Linked DNA regions of Pan troglodytes: region 2 is linked to region 1. A link is a contact called in public HiChIP or PLAC-seq data. All regions are on one chromosome and are shown on one strand. Each heading gives the region's core, a stretch centred on a gene start, on an enhancer-like site or on the middle of the called end of the contact. The rest is flanking DNA. Distances are from core to core; before and after follow the strand shown.

Region 1 (4,402 bases), core at 1,440-3,939:
AACCCGGGAGGCAGAGGTTGCAGTGAGCCGAGATTGCACCACTGCACTCCAGCCTGGGCGACAGAGCAAGACTCCGTCTCAAAAAAAACAAAAACAAAAAACAAACAAAAAAAACTCTTACAGGATGTGGTGGCTCACACCTGTAACCCCAACCATTTGAAGTGAGAGGACTGGCTTGAGTCCAGGAGTTGGAGTCCAGACAGGGCAACATAGGGAGACTCTGAGTTAACAAGAATTTTTTTTTTTTTTTTTTTTTTTTTTTTTTTTTGAGACAGAGTCTGGCTCTGTCGCCCAGGCTGGAGTGCAGTGGCGCGATCTCGGCTCACTGCAAGCTCCGCCCCCCAGTTCACGCCATTCTCCTGCCTCAGCCTCCCGAGTAGCTGGGACTACAGGTGCCCGCCACCGTGCCTGGCTAATTTTTTGTATTTTTAGAGATGGGGTTTCACCGTGTTAGCCAGGACGGTCTCGCTCTCCTGACCTCGTGATCCACCCGCCTCCACCTCCCAAAGTGCTGGGATTACAGGCGTGAGCCATCGCGCCCGGCCAATTTTTTTTTTCTTTATTAAGATGTTCTATAGCTGCACTAACTGATACACACTACACAAGCCACTAACCCCACTTGTGGCTCCTGAGCACTTAAATATGAATAGAGTGAGGCTGGGGGCAGTCTCACCTGTTCCCAGAACTTTGGGAGGCCGAGGCTGGAGAATCACTTGAGCCCAGGAGTTCGAGACCAGTCTGGGTAATATAGCGAGACCTTGTCCCTACTAAAAATAAAATAAATTAGCTGGGCATGGTGACACATGCCTGTAGTCCCAGCTACTTGCAAGGCTGAGGTGGGAGGACTACCTGAGGCTGGGGAGGTCGAGGCTGCAGTGAGCTATGATTGAGCCACTGTACTCTAGCCTGGGCGACAGAGAGACACCCTAGGGAGTCTCTAAAAATAAATAAAATACCGGCCGGGCGTGGTGGCTCACGCTTGTAATCCCAGCACTTTGGGAGGCCGAGGTGGGCGGATCACGAGGTCAGGAGATCGAGACCAGGGTGAAACCCCGTCTCTACTAAAAATACAAAAAATTAGCCGGGCGTGGTGGCAGGCGCCTGTAGTCCCAGCTACTCGGAGAGGCTGAGGCAGAAGAATGGCGTGAACCCGGGAGGCGGAGCTTGTAGTGAGCCGAGATCGCACCACTGCCCTCCAGCCTGGGTGACAGAGCGAGACTCCGTCTCCAAAAAAAAAAAAAAAAACAAAAAACCGTAATATTCAGCTATAGACTTGTGCTGTTCAACACAGTAGCCTTTAGCCACATGTGGCTATTTAGATATAACACAAAGTTAAACATTTATGTCCTCAGTCATAAAAGCCACATTTCGAGTGCCAGTGACTACCGTGTCCACCAGCGCAGATATAGAAAATTTCCATCACATAAAGTTCTACTAGACGATCCTGTTATCTACAGAAAAACGGCAGAAGGATCGCTCCACGCCAACCCCTGGCACCAATTAAATCATCGTCTGCGGATGAAATGAGGAGAGAGTAGCTTTCTTTTTCTTTTTTTCTTTTTTTTTTTTTTTTTTTTGAGACGGTCTCGCTCCGTCGCCCAGGCTGGAGTGCAGTGGCGCAATGATAGCTCACTGCAGCCACGACCTCCCCAGCTCAAGCGATCCTCCTCCCTCGACCTCCCAAAGTGTTAGGATTACAGGCGAGGCGCACTGCACTCGGCGAGAGTAACTTTCTTTCTTTCTTTCTTTTTTTTTTTTTTTTTTTGAGACGGTTTTGCTGTTGTTGCCCAGCCTGGAGTGCAATGGCGCGATCTCGGCTCACTGCAACCTCCGCCTCCCAGGTTCAAGAGATTCTCCTGCCTCAGCCTCCTGAGTAGCTGGGATTACAGGCATGCGCCACCATGCCCGACTAATTTTGTATTTTTAGTAGAGACGGGGTTTCTCCATGTTGGTCAGGCTGGTCTCGAACTCCTGTCCTCAGGTGATCCGCCCACCTCGGCCTCCCAAAGTGCTGGGATTACAGGCGTGAGCCACCGAGCCCGTTTTTTGTTTGTTTGTTTGTTTTGTTTGATACGGAGTCTTGCTCTGTCGCCCAGGCTGTCTGTCGGCCAGGCTGGAGTGCCATGGCGCGATCTCAGCTCACTGCAACCTTCGCCTCCCAGGTTCAAGCGATTCTCCTGCCTCAGCCTTCCAAGTAGCTGGGATTACAGGGGCCCGCCACCACGCCCGGCTAATTTTTCTATTTTTAGTAGAGACGGGGTTTCACCATGTTGGCCAGGCTGGTGCTGAACCCCTGACCTCAGGTGATCCGCCTGCCTTAGCCTCCCAAAGTGTTGGGATTACAGGCGTGAGCCACCGCGCTAGGCCGAGAGTAACTTTCACTGCACCTCTGAAGTTCGTGGGCAGCTCCTACCCCTAACAAAGATGGCGACGCCGCCACACATGCTCCTAGCACTCCCCGGCCGCCCGCCCTTCAAAAAGATGGCAGCCGCCTCATCCGGTTTGAAGGCTGAACGAACAAAGCCACGCGGTATCCAAATCCCACGGGAGCCTACGCCACGCCGAAACAGGATGGACTCCGTACGACTCTCGCGATAATACGGGCGGGCTGAAGGCTGGTCACATCTTCCCTGCCTAAATAATCGCGCCCGGCGTTGTGGGGCCTAAGACTCTCGCGAGACACCGTCTACCACTTCCCGCCCGTCAGTCCTTCACGGTGCCCGAATCGCCCGCTGGTTTAAGTGCAGCCTGTCAATCAGAGCCGCTCTCGAGGCCCCGCCCAAGGCCGTGCTGCGTTTCTCCTTACGTCACTTCCTCTCCAGCCCCTGCGTAATCGATAAGGAAACCCGGACGCTGCTGCAGCTTTCTTTTTTTCAGGCGGCCGGGAAGATGGCGGACATTCAGGTGCGGGCTCGGGGTTGGATGCCAGGCTACGGGGTCCGCCTTGGCCTTCAGGGGCGCGTCCGGGAGGGCAGAGCCCGGCGGCCAAGTTCGGGGGTTAATTCCGGGCGTCCGTGATTATTTTCTAGAGATTAACTGGAGTGGAGGGCGCTTGCTTTTGTTTCTAGATGAGTGCTTCCTAATTCCTGGGGGCTCCTGGCGTTAATGGAGGCTCCAGCGTTTTAGGACTTACCTTCTTAAAAACCAAGTTTAAGAAGGTTTTTTTGGAGTTCTCCGGTCTTCAGGGGTAATTCTGTGGAAACGGACTCCTAAGGGCTAATCCAGGGAGCCTGCCGTCTGTTATTTAATTCTGAATCCTTATGTACTACATAAGGAGTGAATGCTGGGTGGGCGATCTTGGGTCTTGGAGAATGATCCTCGCTGAAAGGTGTCCAGGGTGTGAGAGGGTTGATCCTGGTTTAGAGGATGAATTTTGCAAGCCCTGAGAGGCCTTCTGGAGTATATCAATTGAAATAACCTCGGGCTTAGATCTGAGTATGAATTACAGGTAAGGTCAGGGTGGTCATGTCTTAGAGGGTGATTCTGGGGCACCAGGCCTTGGACGCCGGCGCTTTGCAAGTAAATGTAGAGCATGGGGTCTGGGAGGTTCTGGGAAGGTCTCTAGGGCTGGTTGGCTGCCGGCTTCAAACTTAGCAGCTCATCAGTTTTCTCCTCATATCTGTAGACTGAGCGTGCCTACCAAAAGCAGCCGACCATCTTTCAAAACAAGAAGAGGGTCCTGCTGGGAGAAACTGGCAAGGAGAAGCTCCCGCGGTACTACAAGAACATCGGTCTGGGCTTCAAGACACCCAAGGAGGTGCGGGGGAACCTCAGAAGAAAGAAGGGGACCGTGGCGTTCCTGCACGTGTGCCCACGACGAGTTGCCCTGCCTGCATCTAAGTGGCTTCTGGGGCTGCTGGGAATTGTAGTTGCTTCCCTGAGGCCACGCCCCTGGCTCTTTTAAGGAACCGCCCGCCCAAGGCTCACTCCTTTATCTTTCCTATCCTTTCAGGCTATTGAGGGCACCTACATTGACAAGAAATGCCCCTTCACTGGTAATGTGTCCATTCGAGGGCGGATCCTCTCTGGTAAGTGCGGGAGTTACTGGTGTCTGGGGCCTGAAATACTGAAAGAAGGGTCTTGGGGCCCAGACTCCTGGGTCCTGGGTGAGAGGGGTGGTTAGGAATGCAAACTTGTAGGTCTAGGTAAATTGGCAGATGATGTCTGTTTTCACGATGGTCTTCAGATGCCCACGTGGGCACTGCTGAGAAAGCCACTTGGTAAAACTGATGCCGGAAATGGGGCTTTTTGGGATCCCAGCTCAGCTGCTTCTGAGTCCCAGCATGCCCTGGGTTACCTGTGGCCCTCTTTCCCATGGGACCTGACCTGTGATCGGCCCCCGCTCCTAGGCGTGGTGACCAAGATGAAGATGCAGAGGACCATTGTCATCCGCCGAGACTAT
Region 2 (4,846 bases), core at 973-3,472, 190 kb after region 1:
GCGCCCCTCCCCTCTGCGGTACCCCTGTGTCCTGCCTAGTAGGGGATGGGGGTGGCTTTCCAGCACAGCCAGCCCTCAAGTTTCCCAGAACAGTCTCCCCACCTCCCCCCAACACTCGACATTGTTCCTCTCTGGCTGTTTTTTCCTGTTCGGGTCCCTTCAAGGCCCAACTGTGCCCAGCCCTCTGCAGCTGGGGACACTGAGTGGGTTGGGGGTGTATGTTTGCGAGGATAGAATTTCTCATGGGGGAGTGGCCCTGCTTCCTCCCCTAGAATGGCTTGGGGCTTAGGGCTGGGGACTTGCCCTCCATGGAGGTCAGTGGGAGTCGCAGCTGTAAGGTGGCAGGGCCTACCCATCTTACAGAGGCAAAGACGAGGTCCCTCTGCCTCTGCTGCAGACATGGCGTCTGCACCCACCCTTCCACCCTCAGGGCCTGGCCACGGGGTCCTGGGTCCCCCACAATACTGTGCACTCGACCTGGTTGACCCAGGACACCCTCCTCGTTGAACAGCCCTGGCTACACCTGCTTCAGTGCAACTGGAACCCTCACCAGCGGGTGCCTGACACCTCGGCCTTTTCTCTTCCGGAGGGGCGCTCCTCAGTGTGTTCGGGGTCTCCCTCGCTCCACGCCCTCCAGGGGGCCGCATGTGCACTCGCCCTGCATTGCCTGGCCCCCGAGGTTCCAGGGTCTCAACTGTCTACTAACCGGCTTCCCGACAGGGTGAGGGTGAGGTCGCATCTACAACCAGAGCCAGCGCTTCCCCGCCGCCACCCCTTTTCTTGGAATCCCGCTGCTTAGCTACCTGCGGGTGTCATTGGCCCCGCCCCATTTCCCCACGCTTTGAAGGGGGCGAGTCTCCACAGACCTCCCAGGGGGATAGACAGCAGCTGGTGTGACCCTACACACCCAGTGAGGGCTCTGGAGCCGCGGTGCGGGAAGCGGGGACCCGGGTTTGAATCCTGCCCCTCTGGTGTGGTGCGGCCTCTTCCCACAGACTTTTGGCCTCGCCTGGGAAGTGGGGACTGGCCCTGGTACCTGGCTCCAGAGCTGCACCCAGAGGCGATCAGCCCGGTGCGGGAACGGGGCGGGGTGGCTGCAACTACGGGCCACGGATCCTGACCCGCCCTGCCCACGGTGACTATCCACATCCTCATCCTGCTGTTGCTCCTCGCCTTCTCCGCCCAAGGGGACCTGGACACTGCAGCCAGGTGAGAAACCCGGGTGGCAGCAGGGACAGGGCGGGAGGGAGACCGTAAAGGGCGAGCGCCCTCTCCCGGCCGCGGAACGGGCAGGTGATCTGTAAGCCTCCCCGCTGGTCTTGGAGTGCTTGGGTGCCCACCTCCATCACGCTCCATCTCTCAATTCGGTTTGAACCCGGTTTTCTCCCACGCTCCCTCTCCAGGCGAGGCCAGCACCAGGTCCCCCAGCACCGCGGGCACGTCTGCTACCTGGGCGTATGCCGGACCCACCGCCTGGCGGAGATCATATACTGGATTCGCTGTCTCCACCAAGGAGCCCTCGGGGAAGGCCAGCCACGAGCCCCAGGACCCCTACAGCTATGGGCGCCGCCGGCGGCGCGAGGCGGAAGCCCGGCTGGGTTCCCAGGATTCCGGCCTGCAGCGAGGGGGCTAGCGCAGTGCCCAGCTCGCTGGGTGACCTCGGGCACGGCTCGTCCCCTCCTCGGCTTCAGTTTGCCTATCTGTATATTGGAGCTTCTACTCCACATTTCTTCTCCCCTAACTCCAGCCCCTGAAACCGTCTTCCCCAGTCCCTCCCTGGGCTGCGACTAGGTTGGACCTAGAAGCACACGGGACCAGGCTGGGCGAAGAACACTGACGCCCAGAGCCGAATAAACAAGAGTTCCGTGTTTCAGTCTCTGCTTCTCTGTACCTATTTCGACCTCTCAGTCGGGGCTGGGTCTCTAATATACCCTTCTCTATTAGCCATGCTGCTTCTCCCCCACGGAAGTCCCACTGTCTACCTTGAATCCAACCCGCTGTGGCGCCTTTCTTGCCAACTCAATCCATGCACCTTCCGTGGGTGGTTTTGGCGGGCCGTCCTGACCCCCAAACATCCCTCCTCCCTCCCTGGCGTGAAAGGGCTGAGATTTGCTCCGGCACCCTACGCGCCTGACGTTATAATGCACCTGGGGTGGGCTGCGACCTCCCAGCTGGGCCTTGTTCCTCGAAGAGACAGGAGACTAAGAGACAATGAGCTGAGTGAGGAGCCCAGGAACCCGGGTTCCGAACAGCTGCGTAGAATGCGAGCGGCCAAATGGTGGAGAATCTGGCCGGGTAAAAGGAGACGGAGGACTGGGGATCGAACGGATGTAGGGGATTGGACGCCGTGGCTCGAAGGGGGCGGGGATAGAACGCGGGGATTGGAAGGAGGCGGGGATAAAACCCGGGACCTGAATACCCGGCTAGGGACACGAGAGACAGGAATCGGGGTTTCTGGGTGACGGTGATCTCGGGGTGGGCAGGACTCCAAAGGCCCGTCGACCCGGTGGTGGACTCCTTGCACTGGGATTGGACATATGCAAGCGGGAGATTTGGGGCCGGCGCTCAAAATCGGGGGGCGGGGGTGGACTCGGGTTTGGACCCCAGGATCCGATCAGCGGACCCCTGATTCAACGTGGTAAGTACTGGACCCCAGGGGCTCGGGCTCCGGCGGGGCCTGGAGTCCTGTGTCTAGGGTTGGGCGTGCAAGCCTCTCCATCACTTGTCCTCGACGCTCGCCTCCGCTCACAGCCTCAGCATCCCAGGCTGCGAGGCATGCGCAGTGGGTGCTTCCTTCCCCATTCCCTCCAGCACGGGCGGGGGGAGGGGACGCTGAGCGGATGAATTTATAGACACCATCCCCCTCGCCTTGGCATGAGAAGCGGAAATGGGGTGGACAGCGTCAATGTCTAACAGGTGTTTGTTTCATATGGGTCTAAAACTAATGTTTTTCTCAAGACCCCGCAACTCAGCCTGGACGAGTTTCCCTCCTCCACCCACCCCCGAATCTTGAGAATCCTGTACTGGGGGGAGGGCACTGCCCCCGCACCATGTTCTTGGGAGAGCAGGTAAAGGGGTTAACGCGAGCTATCCCTCTGGCCTCTCTATGCGTTCCCAGAGGTCCCGAATTGACGTCCTTCCCTCAAAACCTCCGGGTCTACAAACCAGGACCCTCAGGACCCTTCAGGTGCTCAGAGAAGGATGAGCTAGGTTATATAGTCCTGGGTCGGCGCAAAAAGGCAGCTGAAAGCGTGAGATCCCGGGTCTGAGGGAGGAGGGGCTGGGGCCTGGGCTTCTGAGTCTGAGGGAGGAGGGGCTGGGGCCTGGGCTTCTGGGTCTGAGGGAGGAGGGGCTGGGGGCCTGGACTCCTGGATCTGAGAGAGGAGGGACTGGGGCCTGGACTCCTGGGTATGAAGGAGGAGGAGGGGCTGGGGGCCTGGACTCCTGAGTCTGAGGGCGGAGGGGCTGGGGTCCTGAAGTATGACTCTGCCCGACTCAGGGCTCCAGCGTGACATGGCTGAAGCGCACCAGGCCGTGGGCTTCCGACCCTCGCTGACCTCGGACGGGGCTGAAGTGGAACTCAGTGCCCCTGTGCTGCAGGAGATCTACCTCTCTGGCCTGCGCTCCTGGAAAAGGCATCTCTCACGTTTCTGGGTGAGGAGCGGTGCTGGTCGGTTTCCTTCCAGGGATCCAGGTTTCTGCTTCCGGGATGTCTGAGGCGCACTTCCGGCATTTCAGCTGGTTCATTTCTGGGAGACTATCACCCCTTTTTCCGAGAATTTCGATGTCTGCTCCCAGGACCCCTTTAGCAATTTCTCCGTGGCTCACTTCTGGGATCCACAGCCCCACCTGCTGAGAACCTCTGCTCACTTCTTTCACCCAAGAGGGGAACTGGGCCCCCCAAAAACTACCCACTTCCAGTTTCTAGAACTCCATATCCTTCCCTTATGGTGAAATTATCATTTCTCCCTTTCATCTCCAGCTTCTTTTGTAGTTGTTGTTTCTGAGACACAGTCTCACTCTGTCGCCCAGGCTGGAGTGCAGTGGCGGGATCTCAGCTCACTGCAACCTCCGCCTCCTGGGTTCAAGCAATTCCCTGCCTCAGCCTCCCAGGTAGCCGGGATTATTGGCGCACGCCACCATGCCTGGCTTATTTATTTATTTATTTATTTATGAGACAGAGTCTCACTCCGTTGCCCAGACTGGAATGCAGTGGGGTGATCTTGGCTCACTGCAACCACCTCCCAGGTTCAAGCGATTCTCCTGCCTCAGCCTCCCGAGTAGCTGGGATTACAGGCATGGATTATACGCCCAGCTAATTTTTGTATTTTTAGTAGAGACGGGGTTTCAACATGTTGGCCAGGCTAATCTCGATCTCCTGACCTCAACTGATCTGCCTCCCAAAGCGCTTGGGTTACAGGAATGAGCCACCGCGCCCAGCCCAAACTCCTGCCCTTTGTCCCTGTTCTGGAATGCGCATGCCCAATGTGTAACCAGCACCCATGTCTGTCCCAGGGTTCCTGGTTCTAGAACTCTTGCACTGTCTCCATACAGGGACTCCCTGCTTGTCACATCCTCTGTGTGTGAACTGGGGTCTCGAACACCTGTGGGGTCATGATTGAGTTTGAATCCTGACTCCACCGCTTAGTAGCTGTGTCATCTTGGGCAAGCACCTCTCTTGGAGTTGCAGTTTCCCCTCGTGGAAAACATGGGTGTTGACAGCACCTCCCTCACAGGATAGCCTTGAAGACTAAATTAATTCTTCTATGTCCTGGCCCATGGCGAGGTCTGAGTGTTAGCTTCTGATATTGTTCTTCATTCATTCCCCATATATTTATGGGGCATC

Evidence for each region. HiChIP or PLAC-seq counts read pairs in DNA pulled down with a chosen protein or histone mark.
Region 2: a contact with region 1 is called in an H3K4me3 HiChIP or PLAC-seq map of stem cell-derived excitatory neurons, with 2.5 times the contacts expected there. The contact joins the promoter of CPT1C here to the promoter of RPS11 in region 1. A contact is called at or near these places in 1 of 7 Hi-C or Micro-C datasets (stem cell-derived neural progenitor cells) and 1 of 1 datasets of contacts at active chromatin or transcription factors (stem cell-derived excitatory neurons).

What each region holds. Positions count from the first base shown.
Region 1 is chr20:52,446,551-52,450,952 of NHGRI_mPanTro3-v2.0_pri, forward strand. It overlaps RPS11 (ribosomal protein S11), which reads left to right and starts at 2,690. Exons shown (of 5, transcript XM_001173045.7): 1 at 2,690-2,904; 2 at 3,626-3,757; 3 at 3,953-4,028; 4 at 4,350-4,402. The coding sequence starts at 2,890. It overlaps LOC112206491 (small nucleolar RNA SNORD35), which reads left to right and starts at 4,153; the gene lies at 4,153-4,239.
Region 2 is chr20:52,640,604-52,645,449 of NHGRI_mPanTro3-v2.0_pri, forward strand. It overlaps CPT1C (carnitine palmitoyltransferase 1C), which reads left to right and starts at 2,223. Exons shown (of 20, transcript XM_016936580.4): 1 at 2,223-2,295; 2 at 3,119-3,187; 3 at 3,500-3,654. The coding sequence starts at 3,514. It overlaps ADM5 (adrenomedullin 5 (putative)), which reads left to right and starts at 309. Exons shown (of 6, transcript XM_063800412.1): 1 at 309-314; 2 at 431-556; 3 at 638-721; 4 at 996-1,032; 5 at 1,119-1,209; 6 at 1,404-1,873. The coding sequence starts at 309. The coding sequence ends at 1,791.